Regions from separate parts of the Zea mays genome. Here region 1 is linked to region 2. The links are chromatin contacts, called in public Hi-C maps. All regions are on one chromosome and are shown on one strand. Each heading gives the region's core, a stretch centred on a gene start, on an enhancer-like site or on the middle of the called end of the contact. The rest is flanking DNA. Distances are from core to core; before and after follow the strand shown.

Region 1 (7,253 bases), core at 264-2,763, 390 kb after region 2:
AATGTGCAAGAGGCAAATGCTATCATATCAAGTCCTATCAGACCAAATAGAGAAACAATATTACAAGATAGCCTATTAGATTGACTAGAAGGTCTGCACTATTTGTGAACTGCATTCTAGTGTTGCAGCTAATGGTAACTGCATTCTAATTCAATCATTTTTGCAGGGGGCTTGCTATGTTGCTTGGGGAGAGCACAAGTGAGCAGGCTGACTTCAACCTTGGCAGCAACAAAGATTTGGATGTGTCGCCAACAAAGCTTACAACAACAAAGAATGCAAAGCCTGCAAAAAAATGACACCAAGGAAGAAGAAGAAGAACCTGACAGCAAGTGAATGAACCTGACAGCAAGTGTATGCCACCAAGCAAAGTCTGTTTGGACTTGTTTGAAATCAATGTATATGAATTGTGTGACTCTTTTTATGAGTCCAATGTGTGTAAATTTTAATATCTTTCTGTCTGAACATCTATGAAACCAGTGAGTCTAAACTATGAACACCTATGTGGTCATTTGAATTGTGAACATCTCTGAAATTTTATTTGAACTTTATCGATTGGTGTGCTGAAATTTCTGTGCTGAAAATTGCACCGTGCTGAAAACTGTACTGTATTGGATTTTGTTGCAGATTGGTGTGCTTCTCTGTACTGTGCGCTAGAAAGCACAGAATTTTTTTTGCGCCAACTTCCATCAGAACAGCACTAGTCAGCTTGGTCTGGACGCTTTATCTGAACCTGGGTTGGAGCAATTTATTGGTCTGAACGCTACTCTTATTTGAACCAAGGGTGGAGTAGTTTTTGAACCTGGTCTGGACGTTTTTTTTTGAACCTGGGTTGGAACAGCCTATGTGCCAGTTTTCGAACGCTCCTCTTATTTGTACAGTTAACGGCGTTAAATGGCCGAAGGTTATAATGTGCTGAAGGGATAAAATGGCATTTTGTCTGTTGAACAATGATTGAAAATAGCGTAGCGGCGAAACCCATTTTTATGATGGCATTTGGACGAAACCCGTATTTGATAATGGCGAATGGGCAAATAACTCGTCTAAGGACGAGGCAGAAAGTGGGGCCCGTCAGAGTTTCGCCAGGCCGGCACAAACTGGAGTACGCTGGACGCATTTGCTGCCGCATGCCGCCAAATGCCACCTGTTCGGTTCCCCCCCTATCCCCACCCCACACCCCAGCTGGCCAGCTCACCGCGATGCTACGACGGCGCGCTCCGTCCACCCCGCTCACCGACCAACCACCCGCAGCCGCAGCAGAGCAGAGAGCAGTGTAGAGGGAACTCACGGACCTCACGTTGAGTCCACTTGTCAGCAAGCAAACATCGATGCAGTGGACTCGGACTCTGTGTACGCGAAGCAGGTGCCTCACGTCGGATCGAACGTACTCCATGCGGCCGGCGTGCGGCTGCGCGCTTCATCACTTCGGAGTTCGGACAGCAGTACAGCACCAGGGCCCCTGCGGCCCTGCCCCCTGGCCCGGCCTGTTGGGGAGGTACGGTACGGTACGGGGCTGGGCCGCAGGTGTTGGCCTTTGGCCGGACCCCGCCTCTCCCTCCGTTGCCGCACCGGTCCACAGCCACGCAGCTACGGTCTAGGCGTGGTCAGCTTCGCCTTCGCCCCACGGACCCACTGCGCAGCCACCAGGGGCATCCCATTGCTATTAGTTACGGTGCAATAGAAAGCGAGATATATCTGGTTAGTTAATGTTATGTATTACCACTAGCTGGAAAGTCGTAACGAAAAGAGATGAGTATGTGTTAACCGTTATGAACTAGCCTAACCAAACAAAAAAACAAAGGGAATATATACCACTCTAAACTGATCCCTGACAGAAACATCTAACCAAACCGCCACTGAAGCGATGATTTCTTTTTGTCAGATAAAAACTGAAGTATGGATGGATTTTGTGTCCGTTCTGCCACGACGAGGTTCCGTTTGAAACGTGTCGGCTATTCGCCCGACTTCTACTGCTCTTACACAATGTTTTATCTCTATAAATTATAGCTGCAGCAATTCTAACTGTTTGATTTAATCCGAAACGAACAGTCTAGTGGCTTGGTACTCTCCGAACAACTAGAGTAATTTTAAAATAAACCTTTTTTTGCTAGTATCTTCTGAAATACAACTTAACAAAAACAAGACATTAAAATCTAGGACATACTCCGTACTATTCGGTACCACTCAAGCATTGGAGCCTCAGTCCTAGCTTCACCTCCGTACGTGTGCCTAGAAAGGCAGACACTGACCCCTTAGGACTAATCTGAAAGCAAAGAAAACCAAACCTAAAAGAAAAAAAAAGACTCCCGTAATAAATAAATATCTTATTAAATCAGATCCTCATGAATTTCTTACTTTTAAAAAAAGTAGAGGGGTCCAAAAAGATTTAAGTTTTTAAACTGATCCTTTAATAAACGCCAGTATGTAGAGAGAGATAACAGGCACACGCACATCGTCTTTCTCATCTATCTCGCTCACGTATGTACCTTCGCCCTCACTCCTTTAGCTCGGACGACAACTGCATGCCCAGACCGACGGGGAAACTCAAACTGCATGCAATGACACTTCCAAACCGTCTGTAATGAGACTACCTATCTATATATCTAAGTAACCAAAGCAAGGAAAACATTTGACCGTACAATGCAAACAAGTAAGCTTAGCCTGTTTTTCAAGTTGTGTACATTATAAAAAAAATACTCCCTTCATTCTATATATGTTTTGGATTTTCAAGATACATATTTCTCAATTTTAAATTATAAGATATTTTAACTTTTTAGATATTTTTTTTTACTATGTGTCTAGACATATGGTATATCTAACTGTATAATAAAGTAAATAGATTCGTAAACGCCAACGTCTCGTAATAATTTAGAATCGAGGGAGTAGCTTTTACAATACACTTAGATATACACTATGTATCTAGATATATAATAAATACAATATACCTAAAAAATAAAACATATTATATTTTAGAACAGATGAAGTGTTTTGTATAGAGAGCATATGCATGGAGGCAATCGATTTAAACAATGACGAAATGGTGCAGCGATATACATGATGCATGTTGTTCCATACCTGGCCATGTCAAATATACAGTCCTTCGTTGCGGCGCTCAAGTTCGTTGCCTATCCGACCTCTTATATGTATGCACTATTGGAAACGTATACTACTCCATACGCTCTTTTTATTTGTCGTGTTTTAGTTCAAAAATTAACTAGCGAACGACAAATATTTGAAAACGTAGGTAGTATACAGTAGGGTAATTTGGTCTTATTTTATTTTCTTAGAGAGATAAAAAATAATGTTCTTAGCTTTGAAATTTCTGTATTTTACATATAAAAAGAAAGCAGGTAAATTGTTTTGCATCCATTTCTACAAGGGCACAAGCAAATGGTCAATATATTATATTTCGGGGAGTTGTACTAAGGCCTAAGGGAATGTTTGATTTTAGGGGCTAATTTTTAGTTACACCATTTTATTCTATTTTAGTTTCTAAATTATCAAATATAGAAACTAAAATAAAGTTTTAATTTCCGTATTTGACAATTTAGGACCTAAAATAGAAGAAAATAGAGGGACTAAAAATAGTCCTTAGAAACCAAACATCTTTGATATATTGGATTTTTTTTGACGTATCCATTTATGCTTAAATAAGCTAGTGTTGTTTTTCTCGAGTGCCCCGCCCCTCCACTTTAAATTATAATATGATGTTCTGGCTTTTCTAAATGTATAAGTTATGTTTAAAAATTAAAAAGAACCGAGAAACCTAAGTACGTTAACACCACATCAATTTTCCACATGGATACCCCACAAAAAATCCACATGAACACCGTTGGACTGAGATCTATGTATTGCTTTGGGCGTTTCGTTGGTGAACATCAACGCAGCCGGTTTCGTTGATGTCGGCATGAGAATAATGAAGATGAGCTGCGCGGTAGGAAAAGATATATATGACCTATTGATTAGCTTTTTTCAGATTAGCTTTTCTGAGAATATAGCTGTAGAGAGAATCTAACTGTAAGAAGAATATGTATATCGTGAGTATTACGTGCGGAGTAAAATGAAGTGGTCTAAAAAATTCAAGATCTAAAAAGTGATGAATTTCTACTATCATGACGACTCGACTGATTCTATGTTCATATTGATTTTGAACAATTTTTACCAAAACGATTCTTATAGAAGCGGGCTGAAAATCAAGAACATTTGTTAGGACGCAACAGTCTTTTGTGGCCAGAATCTGAAAAAGCACAAACAAACATGACCTAAGCTTAGTGTGTCTTAAATCGTTGTCTACCTCCTAATAAAGGCTTGTTCTTCGTTTATACCGGAACGGTTCCGTTGGAATGGTTAGTTCCAGCTAGAATGATAGGTTTATTTATATTAGCATTGACTAGCCGGAATAGTCTCAGATCCCAATCCCTGTTAAACGAAACGGCTAACAAACGGTTTAAACCACAGAATCTACTCCCTACAACCACAGAAAAGTGGAAAGCTCTGCACACCCTACTGTACTGTGCATACAAGAAAATTCGAGTTAGATAGATCTACAATATTATCTTATTTTATATATTGAAAACAGGTAGGTGTGAAATTGTTGTACATGAGTTCATCGCAAAAGGAGGGTTTATTTTTTTTTTCAGAATATGTTTCATGTGGTTCCAACTTCCAACCATGTATCCGGGTTCTGCAGTGGGTTCAGGTGAATGCGAGGTCGAACAGACAACGAACTCGAGGCCCGAATCCAAGGGCTGTTTACCTGACAAAGAGCCCGGTACGGAGCACGCAGCATCGCCTTTTTTTTTGCATATATATAGACGTCTCTGCGCATGAGACCTGTCAATATATGAAACACAAACAGAAGAGAGAGATCGTCAGTGTCACCATGTTGCAAAGCTACGCTACTTCAAAAAAACAAGCAAAATAGATGTATCTTTCCACGACCAGGCATTTTCTTAACTACAAAGCATGAAGAGCTAGCGATGCTCTGAACTAAGACGTACGTCAGTAGATCGATCGATGGTGTTTACCTCGAGACGTCGTCGTCCAATGCTAGTAGCTCCAGCAAGCTGCTAGACTAGACGACATGCACAGGAAGGACGAAGGCCATGAGAGATGCAGCAGCAGCAGGATGGTTTGATGCGTTTATTTGTATTGTAGGCCCGTGAACCGACGCCTTTTGTAGGTGGTCGCCGGCTGCTGGTTAGGTTAGACTTGTGGGTGCAGCTTGCTTGGCTCTGACACACGTGGTTAGTAGCTGACCACTCCACTTGGTAGCTGCACCCAGCTGCACGGCGGCTTTTGAAAGGAACGGCCGCTGCTTCGTCCTCCTCCGTCTCGAAAAGTAGAAGCGGGGTCCTCACCTCACTTCTCACTCGTTTCGTTGCTGTTCGGATTCAAAGCCATATAATTTATAAAGACAAAAAACAACAAAACAGTGTAAAAGTAGTAGAATTCGATACGGATTAATGCCAAGCGAGTGGCGACGTGGAGAACGATCTGCATGGTTGAGCTTGCAACAGCGCTTTCAGTGACGCAGTATCATATCCATCCATGGACAGGGTTCAGTACAGTGACTTGATGCCCCTTTCATTCGCGTCCGAGCCTGCGAGCGACAACTCAAAAAGAGAAGCTCTATCTTCGATCCAAGTTGCGGCGCTGCTGGATCAGCATGTCTCTGCTTCTACGTTTACAAGGTAGGTACCAACAGTCCCCATTGACGATGCTGGGGCCAGGGGCAATCAACAGAATTTCCTGCGTTCTGTCGATAGGTCTCCTTCTTCAGCTATATATTATGCTGGTTTTACATGGAGATGGGTGACCATATGCTTCGCATCCAGGGACCAGCGGAAGGATGACCCTCCTATGCATGTCTATCTGCTATGGTTATAGATGGTACAGGTGGACACAAAATGAATTGACTATTCCTCTCACTCTAAGGCACACAAAGAACAATAATATGGACATGTACTAGGGTACAGCAGGAGTCGTGAACATTTTCGTCGCTTAAAATAATTCTCGTCAGCCTTTGACCAAGCCGGCGAGAGTTAACTAATTCTCGTCGGACAAATTATAATCTACGGGAATTTACTTAACTCTCGCCGGTCAACTTAGCAGCCGGCGAGAGTTAACTAATTTCTATCGGCTTATCGGAATGGTCGAAGGAGATTAGTTAACTCTTGTCATCTACCGAGTTAGCTGATGGGAGTTAACGGATGATAGGAAACTCTCTAGACAGCACCCTCGATCTCCTCTCTTTCTCGCACCCGTGCCTTGCCTCGCTGCCGCCGTCGCTCTATTGCTCCGGCCCACCACCGTCGTCCATGCTCATCCACCCGATGCCGACGCGGCGCACCGCCTTCGCCTACAGGACGTGCCACCGCCAGAAGCTGTTGTCGCGCGCCCCTCCGCCCCAGGCCGCCACCATCGCGTCGCCTCTACTCGAGGACACCACTTGTCGGGTACGATAATTAGGGGTACTCGGATTACATCCTTAAAACGCGCTTAAAGAACCCTACCCAGGTACATCCCCCGAGGACGATGAATCAGATCTCCGCCTCGCCCAAGGTTATGTCAAGGGTCTTCCCCAAAACTCCATCCTTAAAATGAATTGACTATTCCTCTCACTCTAGGCACAGAAAGAACAATAATATGGACATGTACTAGGCACAGTAGGAATCGTGAGCATTTTCGTCGGTTAAAATAATTCTCGTTGGACTTTGATCAAGTCGGCGAGAGTTAACTAATTCTTGTCGGTTCAAGAATCTGTTGACGCCTTTTCGGAGCGTCAAACACTCAACAAGAACCGTGGCGGTGCCCTCTACACAGGGCCGGACGGTCCGCGCGGGGCCGGACGGTCCGCGGCCTGGTGCGAGGCGCGGTGGTACTCTCTGCGCAGGGGCGGACTGTCCGCGGCCTGGGGCCGGACGGTCCGCGGCCTGGTGCGCGGCTAGGGCTCCTGCCTGACGGCCGGACGGTCCGCGCCCTGGGGCCGGACGGTCCGCGCGTACGCAGGGACGGCGGAAGATCGCCGACGGCGCCTGGATCTCGCTCCCGGGAGGGACCCCGTCGGGGAGTAGAGATCCTAGGTTGTGTCTAGGCTCGGGCTGGCCGACCTAGACTCCTCTAATCGACGTAGAGCCGAAGAGAGACGAAGAATTTGGGGATTGGATAGCTAAACCTAAACTAGACTAGAACTACTCCTAGGATAAAATGCGAAATAGAAGTTGTATTGATTCGATTGATGATGATTACAAATC
Region 2 (6,915 bases), core at 2,092-4,591:
AATCAATTACAAGATTCCATCACAAGTCATTTTACAAATCACTAGCCTATGTCAGCTTCAGGACATTTGCACCTCTATATCAGCTTCAGGAACCTGATAGTCCTCATCAGTTTTGGAGTCAATTGTTCCCATGTTTTTACATCAGACATGTTTTCAATCTGCATAAGGTGCTGAACCTGCGACACTTAAGGGGACAAATCTTGAATCCTCCACCTGAAATTTTAGAAATTTCAGGAAAAAATTGAAGTTAACAATTTCGTTTTCCATAGCTAAAATTTCAGAAAAAAATGAACTTAACAATTCCTCTGCACATGGGATCGAGCGTGGGCGGCAGAAACGGACGACGCCTGTGACTGATGACGACCGCACCAACTCTCGCTGTCGCTGGCTCTTCCTGACGCTAGCTGTGACGCCGGTGGGCAGTCCCGCGTCCGCCTCCGCCTCCGCGTGGTCGTGGGACCTCCGCCTCCGCCCGTGGTCGTGGCGCCTCTGGCGGCCTGGGTGGCCATGGCGAGCTCGAACAGCCACATGGACAGCGCTGGCAGGGGACTTGAGCACGCGGCAGACAGGACTGGCGGGGAGGACGACGATCGATTTGGGAGCAGAGCGCAGGGTGCCCGGTTCAGTCCGGTCCGGTCCACGGGCAAACCAGAGACTACAGGACCTACGTGGGAGGGTGTATCTGTAAAAATGTCGCTGGACGTTGGATGAGGAAGGGATGGTCCAGATTAAAAGTGCTCACATGTGCACGGGAGCTCGATGAACACATGATACGATCCCGAGTACAGCAAGGGTGTGCCCACATACGTTCATCGCTCAACAAGCCGTGGGGAATAATGTGCATGAACTCACCAAAGGATGGAGCTCATGTGAAGTGTAAGGCTTACCAAAGAGGATGGTTAAAGCTGAGCATTGCTTTTAAAGTTGGTCAAAATTTTATTAGCAGTTACTAGGTATAAGTAGATACCAACCCAATTAAATAAGAGTTCAAGATTAATAACAACACCCACAATGCAATGCATATGACAAATTAAGTTTAATTCCATAAGTTAATCATGTGAGTATACGAGCCGCTCATGACCGTGAGCACCGCTGATATACCAGTTTTACACTCTGCAGAGGTTGTGCATCTTTACCCACAAGTCGTGTTACCCATTTGCCACGGGGTTGTACGGACCCCATACACCTCTACCAAGGAAGCGAGGCAGGGTAGCACTACAAGGCCTTTCCAAAGTTCTACTAGTTCGAGAAAACCCGCTATGGATTCAGGAAGAAGGAAGCATAGGAATCCCTCGTCCAAAAAGCTTTACAAATAGCTCGACCCGAGGACCTCCATGTACTCTAGCAGCGACGCCTCCCCGCTTGCCGCTTCTGGGTAAGGTAATCTCTCCCTAGCTTACTTAATTACTTGGATAAGGGTGTCCCATTCCACCCTTGTGGTAGCACTATTTTCTCAGGTGGTTTTCCATGTTCCAATTAACAATATGATCTTATCATGAACAGTAATTAAACTACAACATAATTGGAACATGATCATAATAAAACATTAGTTTCCCAAAACCAGATAGAGAAATAGTAAATATACCCAATAATTCATCTGTTTGCAAGGTGGGGAATAAATAATGCTTGGGAAACCTATTAGGTCCCATCAAATTAACCTGAGTATATCACAGTGATTAACATGAACATTATTAGGTAGAGAAAAGTGATCAAGGGCACAACTTGCCTGAGACTCAAGATTCCCAGGTACCAACTTACTCCTCAAGTGACTCGTAGCAATACAAACAAACAGTGTATAGGCAAATTTAACATCATACCAAACATAAGGACAAACTGCATAATAATATTCTATGCATTGCTATGAGGACGTAGGTTCGAGAACCACTAAATTCAGAGTTACGGTTAAGAGGATATGATTTTCCAAAGATTTAGGTGATTAAACAATAAAAGATAAATTATATGTTAATTAATATAAATCATGTGAGAAGAATATTATTAATGAATAACTAACTCAATTTTTTTAAACTAAGTTATAACTTGAGTAGAGACCATATCTTAGCTAGATTATGATTATAGTCAGATTGACTTTTAACTAGAATGATTAATTCACTACCATAAGTCAAATAAATATTCATTTATAAAAGTATGTGGAATGATATAGACAATGTTTTTAACGTGTAAACAGTTTTATTGTGAAGCTAACGCAACTGAAATGGGTCAAATCAGAGTTACTATGGAATAGTTATGAATTAAATAGGTTCCTAGGTCACTTTACTATTATTATTACAGTATAAATACTTTCCTGGGTCTAAACTGCAAAGTACTCATTTTAATCATATTTTTGTACTACTGAAATTGGTTAGCATGTTTATTCCTAAAAACTACAGGGGCTTATAAGCGAAATTGCTATGGCAAAGGGGTACCGACCAATGAGATCCGTTCAATCACCAACGGATGGCACCGATTAGATCGCTATTTAATCGAACCGGTATGCACTGAGAATCAATGATCTCGAGATCAACGACCCAGATTTTAAACACTGAGATCAAATCTTACGCGCATAATTTGGATCGGACGGTCGAGATCAAAATCCGAACCGATACCCACCATCGGCCGCACGATCCTGTATCGATGGACCAGATTTTATTTCTGAACCAGTAACTCTAGAATCAATCCTAGCCATTAACCAAGCGATCGACGGACGAGACCACGCCACCAACCCCAGCCGAACACGGCGGCGCCGCAAGGCATACCCGCGGCGGAGCTTCACCGGCGGCCACACAATGTGACGCCAAACCGTCCCAACCTTGAAATTGATCGGTGCTAAACTTAGAGGGGAAGATAGCGAACATGCCGAGAGGGGTCTCACCGGCGGCGGCGGTGGATACGGTGTTGCCCAAGATGAGGTGTGGTAACGCGATGGAGATAGTTCATCAGTGAACAATCCGCCATCGTTAGCACAAGATCCGAGCACATCGAGGTCGCAGGCGCCATCGACGCACCCTAGAGAGTCGCCCAGACCATACGCCCGAGCTCGAGCGATGGTGTTCCCAGGTTCTCCCGTGGCGGCATCCCGGGTCCTCACAGCGGCGCTGGCGGCCCACGGTCGACAACACCGATGAATGAGGAGAGGGGCACGGGATTCCTCATATATGCTCCGCCTAGGAAGAAGCCTAGCGCGAGCGATGGTTGGGGCAGGCGCGAGATACTCGGCGGAGAGCTTGCACCGGGTTCGGTTGAAGACGATCTTGACCACCCGGCCCCGCCTGCCAGCGAAGGACGCGAGTGAGAGCATGGCAGGGATGCTGTCCCAGCAGCCCCACTGTGTAGTGGCAGGTGACACCCAGACACGCGCATTAGCAAGGCTGGGCCACGAGGCCTTTTGAGATTTGGCCAAGACAAGGGTGAGGGTGAGCAAGCCGACTGGGAAATGGGCCCAAACAATGATTTCCTTTTTCCTTGTATTTTTCTGTTTTCCTTTTATTTTCTATTTTCAAGTTTGATTTTCAAACAAATTAATAAACTCAAATCAAGGTCTGAGTATCCAACTAAATGCACCAGCCAAAAATCCCAATATGAATGCAAAAGTACAATTTTATTTATTCATTATTTTTTGCACATGCTTTTAAACATACAACTCATATGATGAATAAAAAAGGATTCATTTTAGGACAATAATATCTATCATGTGACTTTTACTGAAAGATAATTTACCCTATACATTCTAGAGAATGTCTCTTAAATATATTATTCAAATAAGTAATTTATTTCATATGAAAATCTTTTCACTTTTCATTTGGTCACTTTAATTTCTTTATTATACACACATGGATTTATTTAACATCTTGGAATAACTTTTCCTAAATTACCCAAAATATGATTCTGGGGTGTTACAGTTGCCATGCGAACTGGACGATTATCTTGGAGGAACTGGACGAGCGCGCTTTCCCATTGGTCGTCGAGGCTGGAACTGATGACTGTGGTCTTGCGTTCGTCTGAGAATCCAAGGTTGATTCTTTTAGTTTCTTCGATCGACCGCATAGAGGTCACGACCGGGGCTTTATTCGGAGGGATTGTAAAATCTTCTTCCACCGGCTTTCCATCAACTTGTGCGGGAAGGGCTACCGAGGGCCCAGCAGTGAGAGCCGTCTGAATGGCACCACAGAAGCATTCTGTGGCGCCTTCGAAGTCAGCACGCACGGTGATGATCCCTTTAGGACCTGACATTTTCAGTATCATATATGGGAAGTGTGGGATGTCCATGAATTTCGCCAACCGCGGTCTCACAATAATGGCGTTGTACCCGCAGTCGAAACACGCCACCTCAAACCTCAGGAACTCAGTTCGGTAGTTCTCTGGGGTTCCAAAGGTGACAGACATGTAGATGTGTCCTACTGGGTACTCCCCTTCAGTCGGCACGATCCCAAAGAAAGGAGTATTCGACTCAGTGAGATCATCGATGGTGACCCCTAGGGCCTGAAGCGTTCGGGGAAAGGTGACGTTGATGCTGCTACCACCATCCACCAGTACCTTCTTAACACGACTTTCCTAGATTATAGGGTCGACGAGTAGTGGGTATTTGTCGGGGTGATCGAAGTTAAGCCACTGATCAGCTCGGCTGAAGGATATTGTGTGCTCTGACCATCGGAAAGGAGCTAGAGCGCTGTTTGTGGCCACTAGAACTTGCCGATCATTAAGTTTTTGTTGCATTTTGCTTTCTTGCGCGCGTGGCCTCCGAATATGGCATTGACCTCCCTATTGATGCGCAGGAAAGCTCTGCCTCTACCCCCTTCCTGCTGCTGAGGCTTCCTAGGCTCATTAGGTTCTCCTCGAGGTGGGGGAGGCGGTAGCGGCTGGATTGGTCGGCCATGCCCGATGGAGTTTTTGAAATCCCTGCAGTCCCACAGGGTGTGCCGCATGTACTTGTGTACAGGCACTAGGAGACGAGGATCTCATCCAGTGTCCTTACCCCTCCGCGGGGTGCACCGTGGGCTCGAGCGACAGGTGGCCCAGCGGTGTGTACCTCCTCCCAGGGTCTCTTCTCCTAGCGTTTGTCTGGTTGCTGGTTTGTGTCCCTTCGTGGTGCTAGTGGTACGAGCTTTGTGCCTCCAATGAGGTCTTGAGCCCGCTCATCCGCCGTGATGTAGACGTCCACCTCCCAGAACAATTGTTCAGAGGTGGCAGGTGCTTTTTGAAGTATGGCTTGAGCGAAAATCGGATCGTTGGATCCCTGATAGAAGTCTTCGATCACAGCCGCCTCAACAACCTCAGGGATACGGTTTCTCATTGTTTGAAATCTTCTGAGGAATGAACAAAGAGTTTCATCATTCTGTCGTCTGATGGATTTGAGGTCCCACGGCTGCGCTGGTTTATCGGAGAGGGACTAAAAGTTCGTGATAAACTGAGGATTGAAATCTCCCCAATCATCGATGCAATGACGGGGCAGATCCGGAGCCATTGTAGCGCATCCTGCCCTAGAATGATGGGCATGTACGCCATCATGATGTCCTCCGTTGCTCCAGCAGCCCGAGCGGTGGTAGTGTAGACAGCCGGCCAACCCCGGGTCCTGCATGGGTTCGTATTTGTCGATGTTAGATACTTTGAAATTGGGAGGCCATTGGATGGCTCGAAGACGACGGGTGAGCCCGGAGATCCCACACGTATCCTCCTGTCAATGATCACGCCGTCGATCCCAGGGAGGGGAGCGAGTGTTAGGTCACCTCGACCGTCCCCGGACTGGACTGTTAGTGGAGGCTGCTGCTAATTCAATCCTGGTCGTGCGGCTGTGTGTCGTTACACCATGATCGCGGTCGTATTCCTCCCGGTACCTTATTTCATTCTCATGCCGATGATTGCATGAAGAACTGATGTTGCTCCGTGCGCCTCGTCGGCTGTTGATGGCATGACGTAGATCGTTTGGTGGGTGGGCGAGAGGTAGAAGATGATTGGCCGTCTGAGTAAGCACCCACCGATAGCCCTCCGCGTCTAGGGTTCGCGGGAGGCCGTCGACTATCTACGCTAGGACCCCTCCAACTTTGCTCGGCGTGTTCAATGCTCGGGCAAAGTCAGGGTACATGTTTTAGGCAAGGAGCGAATTTTCCCATCGAAGCCTAGCATCTTGCTCATCTAGCTGCCGCTCGCATTCCAGAGCTTGACGACAGTCTCGGCGGCGGGAGTTGCGCCGTTCTCGATGTGTTCTTTCATCAGGAGTCTCCCCCATCTCTGAGGCTTCGTACCGAGAGACAGGTTGTGCCAGGTCCCGTTCTCCGGCTTCATGATGTCGCCGCACATTTCAGCGCTTGTTTCTCCATCGCCGAGCATCGCGCTAGGGAGTTTCTTACCCTAGCACGGTGGGTTCATCGTCAGAGATGGGTGATGACTCCAGTCTCCCCTGAATGAAGAGGATGTTGGGGAAGAAAGGAGCAAGTGCAGCGGTGTGCTTCTTCTTGTCCCCCTTTGAGGGCGGAGGTGTCGGGGTGATTGTTCGTTGTGCTATTCTACCCTGGTCCAGAATATCCATTTCCCTTCGTCGGGTGATCCGCGTCCACTCCTTGGTAGGCACAACAGAGTTCGCCAGGTTGGGGAGGCTATGGTTGACTGGCCTTCTACCCTATAGGGACTTCTGAGCCCAGACTTGTGCGGGACCACACCCTGTCGCGCTGTTAGTGGGGGCATGGTTTGCGGTTTCACTCTAGTTCCCTTTGGTGTTCCCGAGGAGGATTTCTTCTTGGGTGGAGTTGCTATGCGGTGCAGAGTTCCCTCTACATCTGCCACGCAGGAGATGGTCCTGAAGCAAAAAATAGCTCATGTGCTTAAGGTGATCTTGCTCTTGAAAATGATGGCCATGGAGTTAGCGTTGATTGACGACACACCCCCTACCTGGCGCGCCAGCTGTCGGTGTTTTGTGTCCGACCG

What was found. A called contact is a pair of places that touch in the nucleus more often than the background predicts.
Region 1: a Hi-C map of tassel shows a contact between it and region 2, with 4 times the contacts expected there. The contact joins two enhancer-like sites. A contact is called at or near these places in 3 of 25 Hi-C or Micro-C datasets (ear, leaf and tassel).

Annotation. Positions count from the first base shown.
Region 1 is chr4:84,517,023-84,524,275 of Zm-B73-REFERENCE-NAM-5.0, forward strand. No RefSeq gene overlaps it. Among protein-coding and RNA genes, the nearest start is that of LOC111591383, 100 kb to the right of the region's middle. Within about 2 kb of position 1,514, at least 17 of the 20 cell types and tissues checked have an H3K27ac peak or open chromatin away from gene starts, as enhancers often do. A contact at or near this core is called in ear, leaf and tassel, where this site is marked.
Region 2 is chr4:84,129,475-84,136,389 of Zm-B73-REFERENCE-NAM-5.0, forward strand. It overlaps LOC103655377 (protein FAR1-RELATED SEQUENCE 5-like), which reads left to right. Exons shown (of 3, transcript XM_020551852.1): 3 at 65-755. The coding sequence ends at 245. Among protein-coding and RNA genes, the nearest start is that of LOC103655377, 6.5 kb to the left of the region's middle. Within about 2 kb of position 3,342, at least 18 of the 20 cell types and tissues checked have an H3K27ac peak or open chromatin away from gene starts, as enhancers often do. A contact at or near this core is called in ear, leaf and tassel, where this site is marked.